2 separate regions of the Mus musculus genome follow, and region 1 is linked to region 2. The links are chromatin contacts, called in public Micro-C maps. All regions are on one chromosome and are shown on one strand. The core of a region is the stretch at or near the end of the contact, and the rest is flanking DNA. Distances in the headings are between cores, read along the strand shown.

The links. A called contact is a pair of places that touch in the nucleus more often than the background predicts.
Region 1: a Micro-C map of the HL-1 cell line shows a contact between it and region 2, with 13 times the contacts expected there. The contact joins two enhancer-like sites. A contact is called at or near these places in 2 of 15 datasets of contacts at CTCF or cohesin (the NIH/3T3 cell line and large pre-B cells), 43 of 484 Hi-C or Micro-C datasets (the 3T3-L1 cell line, 3T3-L1-derived adipocytes, the AML12 cell line and 30 more), 2 of 115 datasets of contacts at active chromatin or transcription factors (differentiating embryonic stem cells and extraembryonic endoderm stem cells) and 1 of 9 other capture datasets (embryonic stem cells).

What each region holds. Positions count from the first base shown.
Region 1 is chr2:148,121,382-148,124,999 of GRCm38.p6, forward strand. No RefSeq gene overlaps it. Among named protein-coding and RNA genes, the nearest start is that of Gm24221, 28 kb to the right of the region's middle. Within about 2 kb of position 1,265, at least 44 of the 459 cell types and tissues checked have an H3K27ac peak or open chromatin away from gene starts, as enhancers often do. A contact at or near this core is called in the HL-1 cell line, the NIH/3T3 cell line, the STO cell line and 2 more, where this site is marked.
Region 2 is chr2:148,370,384-148,373,840 of GRCm38.p6, forward strand. No RefSeq gene overlaps it. Among named protein-coding and RNA genes, the nearest start is that of Gm39957, 20 kb to the right of the region's middle. Within about 2 kb of position 1,983, at least 29 of the 459 cell types and tissues checked have an H3K27ac peak or open chromatin away from gene starts, as enhancers often do. A contact at or near this core is called in the HL-1 cell line, the NIH/3T3 cell line, the STO cell line and 2 more, where this site is marked.

The DNA of each region.
Region 1 (3,618 bases), core at 15-2,514, 250 kb before region 2:
ACCATAAAGTGGACAAGAACTTTATGGATGGTCTTCCTAGGAGGGACAGATGTGCACCGAGTTTCATAAGTGCTAACTACAGTGGAAAGCTAGCACAGAAGAGACATGGGCAAGAAGAGGAGACAATCTTCAGATTGTCCCTACCAAGTGCTGTGGATGGAGGAACACTTCCCTATTTGGGACAGTGATTAAAATAAGTTATTCCCATGCTGTCTGAGAGCTGTGTGTTGCACAACTGGCAAAGAATGAGAACAAGAGCCTGGGGTTTGGGGGAGCTGGCATCTTTATTGAATGTTGTCTTGACCCTCATCTTCCACAGTGGCAGGTGTTTCATACAGACTTACTGTGTACCACTGTGAAGAGGTAGAGTCTTGACATTTAGTTCAGACAGCCAGACCCTTGGCAGTTCCTGTAAATCCAGGCAAAGAATGTCTATAGAAGCCACCTGGTGGATTGGTGAGGATGGGGCTAGGGGGCTCACTTTAGCAACTGCTTATATAGCCTTAGGGGGTCACGACTGCTTTCATACAAGACCACAAGCACCCAAACTTCCATCTCTTGGTGTTCAGATGATCAGAGCTGTGACTGGACAAAGAGCTGGAAGGCCCTGGAGAAGCCAGAGTTCAGACTGACACTCACATGTTCCTGCTTAGGGGAATACATACTCACCACTTCCATCTTCATGTGCTCTGGATCAGTGTGTGCACAGACTCTGAGATAATCAACAAGGGCTTCCTACAAATCCCATCAATCAATAATACTACTGCTACAAGTCTTTCCAGCACTGACAGGAAAAACAAGTCCTGACTCTGGGGGGTATCACAAGGACATTCTCAGTATAAAGTATTGTCAACTCGTGCATCCATGCTAATACAAAACTATCCAAATGCCTTAAAGAAGGTAAACGAGAAATCACGCCCGAGAGCCAACTTCAATGAAGCATAATTTGCAGCAGAGGGCAGCAGAAGACACCGTTTGGAAATTCAGTCTGCAACTGGGCACATCCTTCCCGTGCCACACCAGTCAGACCACACACACACACACACACACACACACACACACACACACACACACACACACACACACACATACACACACACACACACACACACACACACACACAGAGAGAGAGAGAGAGAGAGAGAGAGAGAGAGAGAGAGAGAGAGAGAGAGAGCGAGCAGATCTGTTTGCCAGGGCCTCACCCTTCTTACATGACCACTAGTCACTGGGCTGGTGAGCCACAGCTCAGGTCAGACAAGATGCTTTTCACTGGGGCCATCAGGAGGGTCGGGACAGGACTAAGGCGGAAATAGCTGGTTGGCGGCTCACTTCCCTATCCACGTGACCAGGCAGTGGAGCCCAGATGTTGTTAAGGTGGTAGGCGACCTTGGCTATTGTCCTGGTGCTAATGAGAATGCCTTGGGGTTTAGGCAGCTGCTTGTTTGGAGGAAGACAGAAAACTGTCAACCTGTGATTTCCTCCAGACCCTTAGTCCCTATAGGCAAAAGCCCCGGGTCTCCTCGCTGTGCATGGTTCAGGGGTTAGATGCCATCACCCTGACTCTTCTTAGAGTCCTCTGAAGCTGGGGTGAGTGTGTGATGACACTAACAACCGGGAGAGAAAAGACAGAGTCGGGACAAGCCTGGGAGAAAAAGCAGGCCCCATTGCAAGCACACGTCACTGCTTCTCGTTTCTAATATGTTCCATTAGCTCTCGGTATAATGTTTCCAAATGAGCCACAGCAGGGACTGTGGTACTCTTGTTTCTTCAGGGTTATTGATGAACCCTCTCTAACTTAGCTGTCCCTCTCTTTTTCTACCCCACCCCACCCCTGGTCTTTTCTTTCATTAAGAAATAATCCTATCTTCTTTTGTGACTTGAAATAACATCAATATCCTTAGACATTCATGCTTTTTTATTGCTATTATCTTTCTGTTTTTGAGACAGGACCCCACTCTGTATGTAGCTCGGGCTTGTCTTAGACTGGTAACCATTCTCCTGCTTCACCCTCCCAAGTGCAGGAGCGACCAGGCCTGACTACACCCTGTGTTTATATATTTAGCCCAACTCCTCTCCTAATCTCTCATGATTGCCTTGAAAATCATTCTGGGAAAAAAAAAGTAAATCATTCTAGAAAAATAAGACTAGGATGTTTAAGTATGTCTCAGGGTCATAGCTGATGAAGAATTCTTGTTTTTTAGGCTGGACCTAGTGAACCTTCTCTACACTGGTTAGTGTGAACTCCATCATCTTTCCCCATAACTTTTTATTGATTCCTTGTGAGTTTCACATCATGCACCCTAGCTAGTTTCACTCATCTCTCTCCCCCTGTATCTGCCCTCTGCCCTTGCAACCTCACCCCCCCCCTCCCCAGAAGAAAATAAACACTCAATCAATAAACAAACCAAAACGTCTCATTGTGGGAGCTGTAGTGTGTTGCAGTGCATCCCATAGTATAGCGTTCTATCCACACATCTTCACTTGCCAATGTTCATTGTTCAAGGCCTCTGGCTTCTGCCACACCATCAATATTGGATTCTCACTGGGTCTCCTCCCAGTTATCTCGTTGCTTCCCCTTTTGTGCACCACTAGGGTGAGCTCTTCAGCACTGCTCTGGCTAACCCACCCAAAGCAGACATCATCAGGAGGCAAGGCCATCTCACCTGTGCATCCAGAGCCAGCTCCTCCTTGCTTCCCAGTTGAAGTACCCAGGGCCTATTCTCCAAGTACTGCATGTAGTAAGGAGCTGGGCCAGCTCTCTCTCTCTTATATCCTCAGGGCTGGCTCACCCATGTCTTCACCATGAGGTCCAGCTCCTCTGTATTGCCCAGATAGAACTCCATCATCTTAATAGCTCAGGTCTTGGCTTGTCCTCTTATATGCCATACATACTCTGCCTGGACCAGATTGTTTGTCATCCCAGGATGCTAAGAGCAGAACCAGTTTCATCTCTCCTTTTATTTTCTCCAAACACCACAATTGAGTAGTTTTCCAGGCTTTTATACCTGTCCATCTATAGTCTATTATTAATAGGACATCAGGATAAGTGATCTCTTTAAAAATCTTAATCACTTGCTGTCAGGCCAGTACTTACAGCCTCTCCTGCTTCTGATTAATTCTGAATGAAGAGAAATTCCTGCAATGCCTTTCAAACCTGTCTGATCTGGGTCTTCAGTGTCAGCATCTGTGACTCTCCCTTCTACCCACTTTTGTCCACAGTGGCCTCTGTGATGCCAGGCTTACACATTCTTTCTCTACACTTGCTCATGCACTTCCCTTAAGCCATGGCTCATCTTCTCAGGGAAACATCCCAGCACATCCTTTAATTAATTCTGCCATACCCTCTCTCTCCAGCTCTGTCTTTTCTCTGTCCCACAACCTCATTGTTGGGATGATGGCCTGATCTTAGATTCTGCTTACTGGCTTCCAATTCCAGGATGTAGGTATGTTGTGGCCCATCCCTTGCTTTGTTCACTGATGTCACTGAGTCCCTAGAACAGTTACAGCACTTACAAATACTCGGCAAATCTTTTAACAGATACCGTTTAATCAATTGTCTTGTCTGTACAATGCCCTTCCTGAGATGTCTAGCTGTTTTAATCTGATTTGACCTAGATT
Region 2 (3,457 bases), core at 733-3,232:
CCAACAATAGTATATACAAGAATATACAAATATTTCTGTATATATGCAAAGAAATGTTTTTAAATAGAAACTAGGAACCTTAAAACTCAAGACGCCATGTCTAGACATTGGCCTAGTTGAGGATTCTGTATTAGGGAAGGTCCTTGCCTCCCAGCCCAGGCAGGAATTCCATGTCTTTCAGTGTGTCATGGGATTTGGTCTTTTTTGGTCACATTGTGATGGTGATGACCAAAAGTTATGACTTGACTTAGGAGACATTTCCTGTGGCCAGAAGAGTCTTCAGAGCTTACAGCAGCATAAGATTCCAAGCTACAGAATCTTCTAGGTTCACATCAGTTTGATATGTCTCTCCTCTTCAATCTATACTATCTAGTTATCACCAATGATCAGAGTCACTGGTTGATCATAGTCAAGTGCTATGGTCTGGAGATATTGACTCTTGTATTTCAGCTGACGTTTCCCTCTATTGATTCTGCCCAAGGCTCCGAATTTTCTCACACCACAGGAGGCTGCGGCAGAAGAGAATGTGTGTCTGCAGGAGAGGAGAACTGTCTGTATGTATTTTCCAAAAGCTATAACTCCTTGGAGATGACACCAACTATTGTCTGAAACATGTCGGACAGAATGAAAGATGTCAGCATGACCCCTGGTGAGGGGGCTACATATCTCAGAGCTCTGGCAATGAGCCAAGGTGAGAGACAGACACTCTGGAAGGTGGCAAGACCTGAAAAACTATGTGTGAGGGGCTGATGGAGACAGAACTCAGAAGAATCAGATATGTCTGTCAGGAGGGGCCCTCAGTGAGGAAGGATAACAGCTCATAAGAACCTAGCTGAAAAACAGGGCTTCTGGGTCACAATAATGTCACTTTCAGTAGGTTAAGATAAGATTTTGTGCATAGCAGACAGAGTATGTGGGCTATAAATCCCTTCAGCTGCCCACACCTTCTCAAGAGCCATTTTAGCAGAAGCTGGATAACCTATCCACATTTAGTCGTGTCAAGTAAGAATGGGGTGAAACCTTTTTTGCTCCCTCTGAGAGTTTTCCACAAGATAAAAAGCACGGTGTGATAAGTCCTATCTGTGGTCTTCTAAGCCCTGCTTTCTTCTATGGTCAGGATGCCTTGGCCTTATTTGTTTTTGCTTCGTTTCTGAGACAGAAGGAGCTCCCAGACACAGCTAGAAATGGCCATAAGAGTACATGCTTCCTCACCCTCCATATGGACCCTTGTTGGGCACAGGCTCAAAGCAAGGCAGGACAGGGCAAGCAGGAGTGACCAACAGGTTGGTTTGAAAGACAGAGGTTTATATTGTTTGGTTGTGTCTGGTGTCTGCTGGAACTGCATCAATGCTTGTGGAAGAAACAGTGACCTTGAACACAACTCTTTGTGAGGCCACTCAGGCATATGTAGGGGGTATCAGAGGTTTCTTGTATGAAAGTAAGACAGACTTTCTCAGTAAAGACAACTATAAGGAGGCCTCTCTCATTGCCTATGGGGAAGCAGATGGATGAAGTCACTGGGAATGATGGACAGAGGCTGGGGAGGCCTCACCCAACATTTGGGACCTCTTGAACAATGAAGACACTGGTTTAAGTATTCAAAGATGACAGCTGCAGATAAGATTAAGGCTTCACACTGTCATTCTGTCTTTCCCGAGGAAAATGTGACAGAACACAGATGGGCTGAGGACAGCAGAGATTAGATATTAACTGCACTCCTCTCTGAGGAAAGCATAAACTTGGCCATGAACTCCCAAAATGGGCTGACAGAGTGAGTGTCCTGTGAGGAACCCTTGTGGCAGCTGGGCTGGAGGAGGAGCTGGGCTGGCGTGGAGCACCAAGCTTCAGCCTTCCAGGTTAATGTGATTCACTGTCACCTTTTTTTCACTTTAAAAGAAATGGATGGGAGCTGTCCCAGACTCTACAGAGCTGAGAACACAGGGCACAGGTCATTGACAGCTGCTCCTCCCTCATCATCGCTCCAGCCCAGTCCTCCCTTCTACAAAGACACATGATGGAAAAACAAATATAATACATCCCATGAGATGCATTACCCCCCAGGAAAAAAATGTTTTGTTTACCATGAACACTTTCAAAGCATTGCCCAACGATTTGTCATCAAGCAAGAATTTTTATAAAATTGGAAGATCTGGCAAAAGGAAGCCAGATCATCACCACAAAACTACATTCAAAAAGGGCAGAAAAGCAGTCCTTCTTTTAGATGGAAAGCAACTCCCATTGACTAAAATCCCTCACACCGCCATTGCCCCCCTCTCTTGCCAAATGTCACCCACTTATATCATTGCCTGATGCCTAGGGGAACTTGGGACTATGACCCCTAGACTATTGAAGTCTTGGACCTCTCAAAACCAGGCTTTGCAATGGCATAGCTAGAAGATTCTTCCAGCAAGTACTGAAGCTCTCTAGAAAGAGAAGAGATGACTCCCTATGATATCTTGCAAAGTCGTGGTGAGACTGGGGAAGACAGTGTTTGCAAAGTTTATGTCTGGAGTAAAGGCGCTATGCGACTTCCACCACCTTCTGGTAAACGTTCCTAATTTGAAGTCTTTCTTCCATATTTGATGGTCCTGTGTTTCCATTACTATACATCCGGGACCTGGGACACATTTATACTGACAAGTCAATGCAGGCGTCTTCTAAGAGATGCCGGGACAGAAAGTAAAAAACAAAGAAAATGCTCTTCATGTCCTTCATTCACAACCCATCCCTCATGGGTTCTCTGCTTGGGAATTAAATGTGCCTATCTGAAGCCCATTGAAGATGAATTTTTTTATTAGGTATTTATTTCATTTACATTTCCAATACTATCCCAAAAGTCCCCCACACACTCCCCCACCAACTCCCCCACCCACTCCCACTTCTTAGCCCTGGCATTCCCCTGTACTGAGGCATATAAAGTTTGCACGACCAATGGGCCTCTCTCAACTGATGGCTTACTAGGCCATCTTCTGATACATATGCAGCTAGAGACACAAGCTCCGGGGGGGGGGGGGTACTGGTTAGTTCATATTGTTGTTCCACCTATAGGGTTGCAGATCCCTTTAGCTCTTGAAGATGAATTCTATCATGACTGCAGTCACCCTGCTTGTGACCTATGACTTTTTTTTTATGTGGCAATCCTTGAAGGCTGGAGTAGCACACATTTGGATTTAGAAGAATCTTTCCATTTGTTTGTTCTCAAAGGAAAATGCTGAAGCATGTGCTATGAGGATCCTCAGTTTCCTGAGTCAAGGGAGTAGTGCTGTGCAGAAAAACTAAGGCTGGCAAGCATCTCCACCCAAGCCAGCTGTCTGCCTCTCACGCTTGTGCTACATAAACAAAGCTTTATCTAACACTGCCATTTCATTCCCACAAGATAAACATTTTAAGACATAAATGTACAGCAACCTTCCTCAGATCCCTCCCCATCTCCAACCCAAATCCATGGACAAGGTCA